2 separate regions of the Rattus norvegicus genome follow, and region 2 is linked to region 1. The links are chromatin contacts, called in public Hi-C maps. All regions are on one chromosome and are shown on one strand. Each heading gives the region's core, a stretch centred on a gene start, on an enhancer-like site or on the middle of the called end of the contact. The rest is flanking DNA. Distances are from core to core; before and after follow the strand shown. Region 1 has its middle 66 kb from the start of Ppp2r2a. Region 2 has its middle 49 kb from the start of Ebf2.

The links. Hi-C and Micro-C count contacts between places; a contact is called where the count stands out from the background.
Region 2: a contact with region 1 is called in a Hi-C map of Schwann cells, with 2.3 times the contacts expected there. The contact joins two enhancer-like sites. A contact is called at or near these places in 2 of 12 Hi-C or Micro-C datasets (Schwann cells and frontal cortex) and 1 of 1 datasets of contacts at active chromatin or transcription factors (oligodendrocytes).

What each region holds. Positions count from the first base shown.
Region 1 is chr15:45,502,548-45,508,734 of GRCr8, forward strand. No RefSeq gene overlaps it. Among named protein-coding and RNA genes, the nearest start is that of Ppp2r2a, 66 kb to the left of the region's middle. Within about 2 kb of position 3,959, at least 53 of the 93 cell types and tissues checked have an H3K27ac peak or open chromatin away from gene starts, as enhancers often do. A contact at or near this core is called in Schwann cells, where this site is marked.
Region 2 is chr15:45,559,013-45,565,711 of GRCr8, forward strand. No RefSeq gene overlaps it. Among named protein-coding and RNA genes, the nearest start is that of Ebf2, 49 kb to the right of the region's middle. Within about 2 kb of position 2,424, at least 91 of the 93 cell types and tissues checked have an H3K27ac peak or open chromatin away from gene starts, as enhancers often do. A contact at or near this core is called in Schwann cells, where this site is marked.

The DNA.
Region 1 (6,187 bases), core at 2,709-5,208:
GCCACTCATGCCCGTGGTGAACCCATGAGGAACGAGATATGAAGCAAATTATTCTAGATCCAGTTCTGTCCCAGGAGTGTTTGTTGTTGGGTGTGTGCATAAAAACATCCCATAGTAAAAATGTAAAATCCAACGTGTAGCTCCAGGCTTTCAGAATCTCTTTCAAACTGTGTAAGAAGTTCACTGAGATGGATATAGACTTTGGGTCTGGCTAATTTTGACATGTGGTGGGGTTTTTTGTGGTTTTTGTTCTGTTTTGCTTTGTTTGTTTTTGTTACTGTTGTGTGTTCCCTCCTCTCTTGTCTTTTTTAAACTAATAAAGTTTATAATATTAAAAAGAAAACCACAAAGCAGTGCCTTACCATATGTGACTTGGCAGAAAGAGGGCTACAGAAGCATCTTGGTGCCCCCACTCTTCTCTTTCGAGGTAGGAGCTTGCTAAGCATTACCGGCTGACCTGACACTTCTGATCTTCCTACCTCCACCTCCCAAGGATGAGGCTCCATGACTGTGTTGCTAGGCAACTTAGAGCCTCTTCAGCTCCTGTTATTATTTTCCCTTTCGAGACTGAGACTCAGTCAGACAGAGTCTCAAAAAGCCTCTATGACCTGGAACTCACTGTGAAGCCAATGATCAGAACTCTTGATCTTACTGTGTCCCTTGTCCAGGTGCTGGCGTTTCAGATGTATGTCATCATGTCTAGCTAAGAGATCCAAACACTGTTGTTCTGTTGCTTACATGCAGAGTGTCCAGCAGCCGTGGGACAGCCAAGGCTGCAGATCTCTGGGGTTGGTGGGGGTTTTAAGACGGAAGCTTGGGAAATACATGTGGGCTGGGAATGTAGGCTTGTAATTGTTCAGCTTCCCTGTGCTATTTAAAGCCTTGGAGTGAATGAGCTGTGCAAAGGAAGAGGAAAAGAGGGCCCTGGTGGAAACTCTGAGGATCCCTAAAATTCACTGAATGGAGAAGGAGTCCGAGACAGTGGGGCTGCAGAATAAAAGAGGGTTAGATTTAGAGAGGCAGCCTCTTAGGGGGTAAGCAACCTTGTGGGTCCATGCTGCACAGGTGGTAAAGATGAGGAAGGGAGAAGGACCTGGCTTCAGAATTATGGCGTCGGCAGAAGTCCTTTGAGTGGAGCGCTGAGTGGGCCCAGACATGAGAGGAAGTGGGGGATGGGATGGTGAACACAGGCCTCTCTGTTACTCTCCAGGCCTTTAAAGCATGCTAACCTGAGGAAGGTGTGGGTAGACTTTTTCTTTAAGATGGGGAGAGGTCAGTATCTGAGGCCGAAGCCACAGGAAAGAGATGAGCGCTGCAGAGGATCTCTGAGATGGCTCAGCAGGTAAACTGTCATGTAAGCCTCATCACCTGAGTCTGCAGTGGAAAGAGAATGAGTCCCGTCCCCCCGTTTGCTTCCTTTTGGGCTCCTTCCTTGTTCTTTCTTTCTTTCTTCCTTCCTTCCCTCCCCTCTCCCTCCCTTCCTCCCCCTCCCTCCTCCCCTCCCTCCCTCCCTTCTTTCTTTCTTTCTTTCTTTCTTTCTTTCTTTCTTTCTTTCTTTCTTTCTTTCTTTCTTTTTTCAAGACAGGGTTTCTCTGTGTAGCCACAGCTATCCCGGAACACACTCTGTAGAGCAACTGGCCTAGCACCCAGGGACCAACTACCCGTGTGCTGAAATTAAAGGAGAGCAACTCCATACCTGGCTTGATTTTTTTCTTTCTTCTTTCTTTTCTTTTTTATATTCATGTATTTTTGTGTGGATGTATATTGTGTGTGCCTGCCACAATCTGCATGTATGGAGGTCTGAGGACAACTCTGGGAGTCAATTCCCTCTTTCTACTGTGTGGTTTCTGGTTGTCAGGCCTGTCAACCAACCCCTTACCCATTGGTTCATCTTGCAGAGGACCCAGGTTCTGAGAACTCAGTTTTCAGTTCCAAGCATGTACATGGTGGCTCACAACTGACTGGAGCTATAGTTCCAGGGGATCTAAAGCTCTCTTTTGGCCTCTGCAGACTTAGACATGGTACATAGACATACATTTGGACAAGATACCCATTCACATAAAATGAAATCATAAAAAAATTAAAAAGGAAAAATATTTAGAAATGTATTCCTCATTTGTGATTTTATGAAATTAGTGTGCACATGTGTATGTGCATGTGTGCGTGTGTGTGTGTGTGTGTGTGTGTGTGTGTGTGTGTGTGTGCGCGCGCGCACGCATGCTCACACACACTTGAGGGACATGCACAAGTGCCAGCATGCATAGAGCATGCCTGGTGGACAGTGGACAACCTTCAGGAGTTGGTTCTCTTCTTCCGCCATGGATTCCGGTAGTGAGGCTTGCTGTACTGTTTCCTGACTGCTGCTGACTGGTGCTGTTATTGCACCAACAAAAAGCTGAAAAACCATAGATTCAACTAGTGGAAGTTGAGGCACTGTGTGTGTAGTAAGTACTTATGTGATGGGAATCTTTTTTTTTTTCTGAGTTAGAGTTGAAAAGACAGCCTTGGATCCTTTTACAGGATGACTGCAATGGTCAAATGCACACACAGAATGTAAAAAACGATATCATTTAAAGGCTGTGCAAAATATACACATAGAAATTTCCCCAGCGGTCCCGCGACGGCTCTGAAGTGGGTCTGGGATCCGGGGTTCGAGCAGGAGAAGCCAGTTACTTGTGTTCATCTGACAAAAGCAGCTAGTGACTACCAAAGGCTCCATTGAGCGTCTTCTGAAAGCAGAACAATGTAGCAATTTAGCCTATGACATCACTTTTTAAAAATAGCTCTTTTCAGCGACCGATATGGCTTCATAATGAAAACGTTTTCTCATCTCTTTTGGGAAGAGGGCGGGGGGGCATTTGGGGGCAGGAGTGACCAGGGACTAAGTGAGATAAATGTCCTAATTGTACCCAGTCTCCAAGTAAATAGAAATGTAACTGGCACTGAGCTGCAAGGTCACATGACCACTCTCTCATTAAAAACATTAAGCAGAAAAGTCTGTTCCATTGTTTGGCCTTCTGGCATTTTTATCCTTGGTGGCGTTTAGGAGATTAGAAACAATAGGTGGTAACCAGACCGTCTCTAAGGCTGCTCCCAGAGGCCTTTCTGGGGATGCTGAAGGTGTGGTCAGATTGAGGTCTGGGCCAGGCTGGGCTGTGTAGCTGGTACAAGGGCTGGCTCCCACCCACTCCTGCCACCCCCAGGACAGGTCATCCTTGGGTTTTCAGATCCCTCTAGGTTCACAGCCTGCCATCCAGCTGACCACATGCAAGTTTCAGTTTACTAAGCACACAAGAACCTCATTGCTCTAGGGGTGCAGGGAAAGGTTTAATAGGAGGTGTCAGGAAGGTTTTCACAGTCTAAGTGTTCCCCCCACAGGGCGATTCTCAACCCAGACCCAACACCAGGTTCTAAGTGTGCAGCTGGGAAGAGCCTTGGCTGGGCTCCAAGACTTGGAGCCAGCACCCTAAGAGTCTCTTCATCGCAGCTGCTGGAGCACTGGCTAAGATCACTGCTGTGCTGCTGCTATTTCAAAATATGTCTCCCTGAAAGGCAGGGCAGGAAAGTTCTCTTGCCCATCCCTCCCTCCCTGCATGCCTCCATGTCTGCCTGCCTCCATCCCTTCCAGTGTCCTTTCCTCTCTGCCTCCTCCCCTCCCTTCCTTCCTCATTCACTCCCCACCCCCACCCCAAGCAAACTATCTGTAGTCCAGGCTGCCCTCAAACTCCCATCCTCCTGCCTCCATTTGTGAAGAGCTGTGGTCACAGGAGTGCACCAAGGTCTACATCTTTTTCAGAAGTTATTGGAAATTATTGGTTGACATTGTACCAGCCACTGTGTACGGACAGGGCAGAATTCCTCCCTGGCAGGAGGAAGCTGAGGTCTGACTGGTGGAAACCAATGTACCACGAGTTTCCTTTTCACACATTCAGTGACAGAACACTGCCCGAAGCACAATTAGACTCTGGAGAGTGGCTCATTTCATCCAGCATGGGATTGCACCATGGGATTGCTTAGGGGAGGTGCCAGTTTTTAATGGAACCATCAGAACCACCAACATCTGATTCTGTGTCAAGTAACAGCAGCAAGCTTTTGTTGAGCATCTTCTAGGCCCCAGGTGCTGTTTTAGAACCATCTTCTCTGTCCTTCATTGAGAATCCTGGTACATGCCTTTAATCCTACGACTTATGGTTTAGTTTGGGTTTTGTTGCTGTGAAGAGACACCATGATCACGACAACTCTTATAAAGGAAAACATTTAATTGGGGCTGGCTGACAGTTCAGAGGTCTGGTCCATCATCATTATATCGGGAAGCATGGTGACATGTAAGCAGATGTGAGGCTGGAGATGGAGCTGAGAAATAAACACTTCGATCTGAAGGCAGTGAGATACACTGACCAAACTTGAGCTTGTAAGACCTCAAAGCCAGTCTCCACCGTCACACACTTTTCCCAACAAGGCCACATCCAATAGTGCCACTCCCCATGGGCCAAGCATTTAAACACATGAATCTGTGGGGGCTTTCCTGCTCAAATCACCACAACTTGGGAGGGAGAAGAAGGCAGGTTTCTGTGAGTTTAAAGCCAGCTTGGTCTCCATGTCTAAATTCCAGACCAGCCAGGGCTACATAGTGAGACCCAATCTCAAATATAAACAAACAAACAAACAAACAAACAAACAAACAAAAAGGAAATGTTCGTACTAATTAGGAATAGACTTTCTCCTCCTGTCTCCCTTCACTCCTTCCTTTCTTTCCTCCTCTTCTTCATTTCCTCCCCTACCTCTCTGGTGGGGGTCTCATTATGTAGCCCAGGCTGGTCTTGAACTCATGATCCTGCCTCCATCTCTCTGCATGGGTTATAAGCGTGTGCTGACACATCTGGCTTATCATAGTCTTTTCACATTGTAGTGCGACCTTCACTTGCATTGCATTTATGTCACTTTAGACATATCCTAATCCAGAGATTTCTAAGACTATAGGAAGACTGTGTAGGTCACCACAAACATTATGCCATTTTATAGAGAAACTTGACACCTCAGAACTTAGGTGTCTTCAGGGGTCTTGTGTATCCATTCCTTGAAAACGCTGGAGGTTCACTGTACCAGAATGAGAACCTAGCCACTTTTTCTGACTGTACAGGTCATTCTCATTGTACCTTATGTTAGAAACTAAGAATAATCTCGGTGTCACACAAAGAAACACATCTATGTGTGTTTGTTAGACTAAATTGGGTCTTAGAACACCCTGTAAGCACACGTAACCAAGATGGCATCCATCTTTTGTCTCAGATGTCAGTAATGACTACATCTTATTCCACTGGTGAGAGCTCAACTTCACAGTTTGATGCTATCCAGCACTAAGAGGAAGAGAAAGGCTCAGGAAACATGAGTTCTTGTCAGGCTAACTACCGTTTTAAACAAGAAGTTTCTCACACTTAAGGTAAGTGACGACTTAGTCACTTCCTTACTGCATTTCCCCTATTTGAATGACTGGAAAACGCCAAATTGTAGCACACACCATGTGCTACAGTATGTGACAGTGTGTGAACCAGTAGACAATCTCACAATGGCTGAGGCTGGGACCAGCATCTGGATGCTAACTTCTTTTTTTTTTTTTTTTTTTCGGAGCTGGGGACTGAACCCAGGGCCTTGCGCTTGCTAGGCAAGCGCTCTACCACTGAGATAAATCCCCAACCCCACTAACTTCTTACATTTGAGTCTTGGCTGTACACAGGACTCACTTTGTGGTCTTTGTGGCTCTGTGTCTCAACTGTGTTTTCAAGACAGTGTCTTGTGTGATCCAGAATGATCTCAGATTCATTATGTTGTCAAGAATGACTTTGAATTCCTGAACCTTCCATTCCCACCTCTCAGATGCTGGGTTCCTAGGATATCCTATCATGTTCAGCTTCATTTGTCTATGGTTTTTAGAGACAAGGTTTCACCACACTGGCCACAAGGTTTCACTAGACTGGCCTTGAATTTACTGTTTAGCCCAGACTGGTCTCAAACTTGCAGCAATTCTGCCCCAGCCTCCTAAGTACTAGGATTATAGGCCCGTGTCACCATGTCCAAATAACCCAATTATTTATTTATGTTTTTTATGTATGGATGTTTTGCCTGCATATACGTAAGCGTACCACATGTGTACAGTGCCCTCTGAAGCTAGAAGAAGGTATAGGATTCC
Region 2 (6,699 bases), core at 1,174-3,673, 55 kb after region 1:
GATTGTCTTATGTCAACTTAAAGTCATCTTAGGAGGGAACCCCTACTGAGAAAATGCTTCTGTAAGATCGACCGGGCTGTGCGCAAGACTGGAAGGCATTTTCTTAATTAGTGATTGATAGGGGAGGGCCTGAACCATTGTGGGTGGTGCCACTCCTGGAATGGTAGTCCTGAGTGCTATAAAAAAGCAGGCTGAGCAAGTCACGAGGAGCAGGCCAGTAAGCAGCACCCCTTCATGGCCTCTGCATTTGTTCCTGCCTCCAGGTTCCTGCCCTGTTTGATTTCCTGCCCGGACTTCCTTCAATGATGAGCAGTGCTGGGGAAGCTTAAGCCAAATAAATCCTTTCCTCCCTTCATTGCTTTTGGTTGTGGTGTTTCATCACAGCCATGACAACCCTAACTAGGTCGAGGACAATCTGTTCTCTGTGCTGTCTTTCGGGTTTCATGCAAATAGAAAAAAAAATTCCATGTACCTGACAGTGGATGGTAGCTGTTATACTCCCAGATCTAGACTCATGGTGAATCCCCCAGACACAGGAGCACTGCTGGGCACTGTCCTCTTGACTGCCATGAAAAGGCACCAGAAGCTTGGTGGCTTAAAGTAGCTGAACTATGGGGCTGAGGAGATGGCTCGGTGGATAAAGTGATTGCCCATAACCTCATCAGCCATGGAAGGCAGAGACAGAGAATTCCCAGAGCAAGCCGAGTAGCCAGACTAGCTGAAGCTCTGAACTCTAGGGTCAGTTGCAGCATGTGGACCTGGGTTTGGATTCCAGCACACATAAGGCGATTCACAACTTTCTAATTTCAGTTCCAGGGTTCTCACGCCCTCTTCTGGCCTGTGCAAGCACTGCATGCATGTGGACCACATGCACACGGGCAAAACACTCATACACACGAAATAAAAATAAATGTATCTTTTAAAAAGACATCTGCTTGTCTTTTTTTAGGGGGACACAATTCAGTTATAAAGCCCCTTTTCCAAGGCCTAGTTTTCAGCCCTTTGGAACTCTCCAAGCTTCTACTCTTCCCCACCCCAGTCCAAAGTTCTTCGATCCCTTGCCCTCACTCCTCCTTATGCCCTAGAAGCTGCCCCTGCAGATATGCTTTTACCATTACTTAATGCTCCCCTTTGGTCTTTCAGTTCTCTGAGCCTGATAATCAGTTCTCCTCCTGGAAATTCAATCGGTGTCTTCAAAAAGAACACATTCACTGTGGACACATGACCAGGTGTCTCACCTTCCTGGGGCTGTGTCTTCCCCACTGTGCTTGACCTCCTCTTAAACCGTGAACCAAATGAGGTTGCCTTTGGAAGGGATTTGCTCAGAGTGGTTCTGCTGCATTCCAGGCAGGTGACTCGAGGCTTCTATTTCCTTATCTATAAAATGGGCATAACAAGGGCACCTGCCTGGCCAGGTGTGGTCCAGATCCAGTGAGATGCTGTGAAAGTATATGGAGGTGGATGGGTGGTGGTGGTGCAGTTTCCCTGGTTATTCGTGCAGAGGACTCACCATCATATTGATTACAGTACAGAAAGGGCTCAGGTTGCATGGACTGCATAGACTTGGCTCCTGCCACCCAGAATCTAATACATGGCACGGAGACGCCTGGCAGCTGCCAGGTCTCCGAAAAGCAGAGTCCTGCAAGTGCTGGAAGGGACGGTTGAATGGTTCACCAAAAGACACTGGCATCAGGTGGCCTTTTGCCTCCACCTCCGAAGAGGTAGAAAAGGTGACACTAGAGGCTTTTGGTCCCGGCGTGTGTGTGTGTGTGTGTGTGTGTGTGTGTGTGTGTGTGTGTGTGTCCGCGATGTGAGCACAGAGCCTCGGGAGGTAAACAACCCAGATCCACCGGCCTGTCAGCCAATCCCATTTTCCTAACAGTGCCAGCTTTAGAATCACAAACGCTGCAACCAGGACCTTCGAGCGTCCTGTGGAAGCCACTGTTCCCAAGCTCTTAAACCCTTGAGATGGCCGGCTTAAATGCTTCGATATCCATCAGGTGCTAGGAAGGAGGGAGAGGGCTGTGCAGTGATTGGCTAGGAGGTGGGCGGAGCCACTGCGTGACTGTGTTCCTCCTCCAGTAGAAGTCCCAGCTAACCGCAGGGAGGAGGAGGGGAGGGACTGCCGCAGCCCCACTGGGCAGGCTGCCTAGGGACACTTAGAAGATTGCAAGAGATTTTTAATTTCTTGCCTAGGAGTCTGTGACAGGGTCCTGACTTATCTTACTGATTTCTGTTTGAGCTGTCTGAACCTTCCAATGCCACCGCCCCACCTGTCATAGGTCGTTAAAGTTAAATGAAAAAAAAAAAGAATTAGCTAATTATTCGATAAATGAAGCTGTTGCTTGCAGGTCACAGTCGGCGATCCTGCTGTGTCATCCGTGGAGGGCTGAGTCAGCCCTGCCTCAAACCTGAACCCAGAGGACCGGGATCTGTACGAGGCTCTCTAGCTCCACCGTCTGGCAGGGGAACGCAATGAGCTTTGCAGGCGTGAACTGGAGACTGTTAAGGATAAAAACTGGACTAAACCTCACCGGCTAGTTCACCCGTTCCTTTCCCTTTAACTCCCTATCCTTCAGCTAGATCCGTTTACCAGAAATCTGGATTTCTGCTGGTTCCTTTACGGAGCCCTCTGCCCCCATGCTCCCCGAGGGCTTCAGGCACGCCCTTGGCCAGAACCCAGGCGCCGCCTAGGCTCTCTCTCTTCACTTCCTGCCTCCTAACTCTCAAGAGGGGCGGAGCTGTTTTCTTGAACCTGGGCATTTTTGTAATAAAGGGAGCCTTACTTGCATTTAGTGGCGCTGACCCGCCATACTGGACATCCTGTAGGATAGTCCCGGACCATAAAGAATTGTCCTGGGAAGTTATCAGATATCCCGCTGGTGAATCATGTAGGTGAATGCCATGCATTAATTTTCAGAGCTAGGACCAGCTCTATTCTACTTATAAACATACAAAAATTCTGCAAGTCCCTCCTTTCTCTCTCTCCCACCGTCCTTTACTTCATTTCTTCCCACCATCCCCACCCCTCCTTTTTTTTTCTGTGACAGACTCTTACTTTGTATAGTCCAGAGTTAGAACCGGCTCCATTTTATTTCCAAACGAGTTTTGTTTTGTTTTGTTTTTTTTTTGTTTTGTTTTTTTTTTTTTTTGGCAAGGTCCTTCCTTCCTTCCTTCCTTCCTTCCTTCCTTCCTTCCTTCCTTCCCTTAGTCTCTTGCTATGGGGCCCATGCTGACCTGAAATTTGTAATCCTCCTGCCTCAGTCCTTTCACAAGAACTGGTATTGCATTCACCACCGTGGCCAGGTGAAGCTTTTATTACAACAAATCCATTTAGCCATTTCGAAGTGAACGAGATCAGTGGCTGGCTTGCTTTAATTGCATTCAGAATGTTACCCAACCGTCGTTACTGTTCACTTCCAAATCTTTTCCATGACTCCAGACAGGGATGGTGCAGCCAATGATCAGGAACTCCCATCATGCCCCCTGTAGCCCAGTTTCCTCTGATCTACTTTCAGTCTCTGTGAGCTTGTGGGTTCTAGGTTCTTGAGGTGAGTGCATGCAGATAGTGTTTGGCCTTTTTTTTGTTGACAGCTTATAGGAAAGTTGCCACCACTGCAGCTCCGTGCCTGCTGCTTGAGTCATAGTGAAATATAAACACCTCAGTCTGCGCTTATAACTATCTCAAGCAACAGGGCTGCTTGAGTCTGACATAGGGTGTTTTGTAATATAACTGTCTGAATATTCACATTCTGAGTATGTATTATTTTGTATATTTTTAAAGATTTCTTTATTTTTATTTATATGAGTACACTGTCTTCAGATACATACCAGAAGAGGGCATTGGATCCTATTCCAGATGGCTGTGAGCCACCATGTGGTTGCTGGGAATTGAACTCAGGACCTCTGGAAGAGCAGTCAGTGCTCTTAACCACAGAACCACCTCTCCAGCTCCTATTTTGTATAGTCTTATTTAATTCTTATACTAAAAATTGCTTGTAGTTAGTATGTTGATTTAACTTTAGTAAAGGCACATTGTAAAACATTTATTACAGAAGGAGACGTGGGGTCAGTCCTGAGGCCTGGGGGATATCTTTGGAATGAAATGCTGTTCACTTTCTACAAATACTGCCTTGTCTCTAGAAACCTGCCTGGCTAGTCCACATTCCTCAAGCAGTAAACCTTCAAACTACTGCCTTCGTTGACTTTTGGCCGCTCTCTGCTTACTGTGGCCTGGGAAGTGCAGCCAGTCAGAGAGCCTTTATTTTTGTCATCAATGTTGGGCACTGCCGTTACTACCATTCCTGGCTTACAATAGGCACAGGCACTGTGAAGAATTGACAGGGAAACTTTATGTTTAAAAAGTATGTGTGGGAGGGGGGCTGGAGAGAGAGAGAGAGAAAAAGAGAGAGAGAGAACCTGGAATAGGGTTAAATCTGGATTTCTGCTGGTTCCTTTACGGAGCCCTGTTGCGATCTGTTGTGTGAATGCTGAAAAATTGAACTTGGATCCTCTGTATGTGCTTGTTCTTAACCACTATGCTATCTCTCCAGCCTGAGAAAAGAACCTTTCTGGCTCAAATTAAAGGCAGCGAGCCAAACAATGTGTGTATACATGCACACACACACACACACACACACACACACACACACACACACACACACACACTGAAGTGGTTTTCTGCTGTTGGCCTGCTAAGCACTGTCTCCTCCTGAGGACGGCAGGCTCATCCCTGCAGTGCTCCAGATGAACTCAGGGGTTGGCAAATGCTTAGCACATGCTCTGTGTTAAACCAAACTCCCAGACCTTAAAGCTGGGTTTTCAGCATCCAATGGAATAACAGATCCAGCTCAATGCCCGTGCATTTCACACATGGGAATCCGGAACCACACTGCGTTTATCTTCTTGCTTCCCACTGAAATCTGGTTGGGAATACTCAAATATTGATTTTTTTTTCTGCATAAGAAGACAAGAAATGTTACATACATTGTTTTCTAACCAGCCACCTCTTTATTATCATTCCTGCTTCTTTGGCCTCAGAGTCTTCAGAGTATATGATGCCACAAGTCTTTAAATGAGCTCCAATTCGCCAGGTGGTGTGATCCCAACACTCTGGAGGCAGAGGATGGTGGATCTCTGAGTTTGAGGCCAGCCTGGTCTACAGAGCAAGTTTCAGGACAGCCAGGACTACACAGAGAAACTGGGTCTTGAAAAACAAAGAAGCTCCAATCTGGTTGCTAAAATCAAGCACCATTTCTTGACTTTACAGTGGTGTGATGGCTTTTTCCACACAACCATTTCTTTCTTTTTTTCTATTCCCGTAGAATGTTCGATAGGTTATAAGAAATGTTCAACTCTTTGTTGGATACAGGAAAAGACCTGGCTCGCCTGAAGGCCTGTGTAAGCTTTCTGAGAACGGATGCAGTAGACTAACTACAGTTTGGATCTAGACAATGTCTGAGAAACACTGCGTTGAGGCTCGGTTCCTAACCTGTGCCATTACTGCTGAGTAGTGAGCTGATTAGTATGAAGGGCCTAATGGAAGGAAGTTAGGTCACTGATGTCATGCCCTCGACGAGGATATTGGTAACCACGCTCTTCCTGTGTCTTTGTTTCCTAGCTTTGATGGGATGAACAGTTCCCTGGCATGTTCTTATCATGATGTAGCGTGCTACCACAGGCCCAAATCAAAAGAACCAAGCAACACAGTCCCAAACCTGTGAAACCACTAGACGAAGCAAACCTCTTCTTCTTTTTTTAATGTTGGTTATCCACTTTTCCTTCCCTCCCTCCCTTCCTTTCTCCCTTCTCTTGGGCAGTTGCATGGGGCTCTGGCTGTAGAGCCAAGATGAGGTGTTCAGTGGTGTGGTGGGTTAAATGAGTATGCCCCTGCCGCTGCCCCCAGTTTATTCGAATGCTTAGTCTCCAGTTGGTGAGACTGTTTGAGAAAAATTAGGAGGTGTGGCCTTGTTGGAGGAAGCGTGTCATTGGGGCAGGCTTGCCCAGTTAGAGCTCATTCTCTCTCTCTCTCTCTCTCTCTCTCTCTCTCTCTCTCTCTCTCTTTCTCTCTCTCTCTCTCCCCCTTGTGGTTGTTGCTTTAAAATCTAAGCTCTCAACAGCTGTTACAACACTATGCCTGCTTGCCTAATGCCGCTCTGTACCACGATGGTTGTTGACTCACTGTTTGAAACTGGAAGCGCCCAGTAACTTTGTTCTATAAGTTTCCTTGGTTGTTATGTCTCTTCACAGCAATAGACAAATAACGAAGATAGAAGATGTGACAGACCTGACTAGACTGAGGAATGTGGACGCCTGGGACCTTGGACTAGAAAGTGTCTACATGAAGTCTCCATGTAGACTATGAAGGCCCATATTGAGAAGGTTCAGTGGAGTATATTAGCTACACACAGGAAGTGCAACCAGCCCAAGAGAAGAACGTATCGTAGTCAGAAAAGCTGGAATTGATTAGCAACTGGGTTAGAGGTCACTCTTGTGATATTTTGTCTGCTTTCTGTCTTTGTCCTTAGAATTTGTCTGACGCTAAATTGAAAAGTAACAGACTACGTTCCTTGGTGGAGAAGATTTTTAAGACAGCCTAATATTGACTTTGTCACATGGTTCATAGTTACTCTAACGCAGGTCTGCAATAGAAAAGGAGCAAGTGTAACAAGAGCTGTGCACAATGTACAGTTTGAGGAG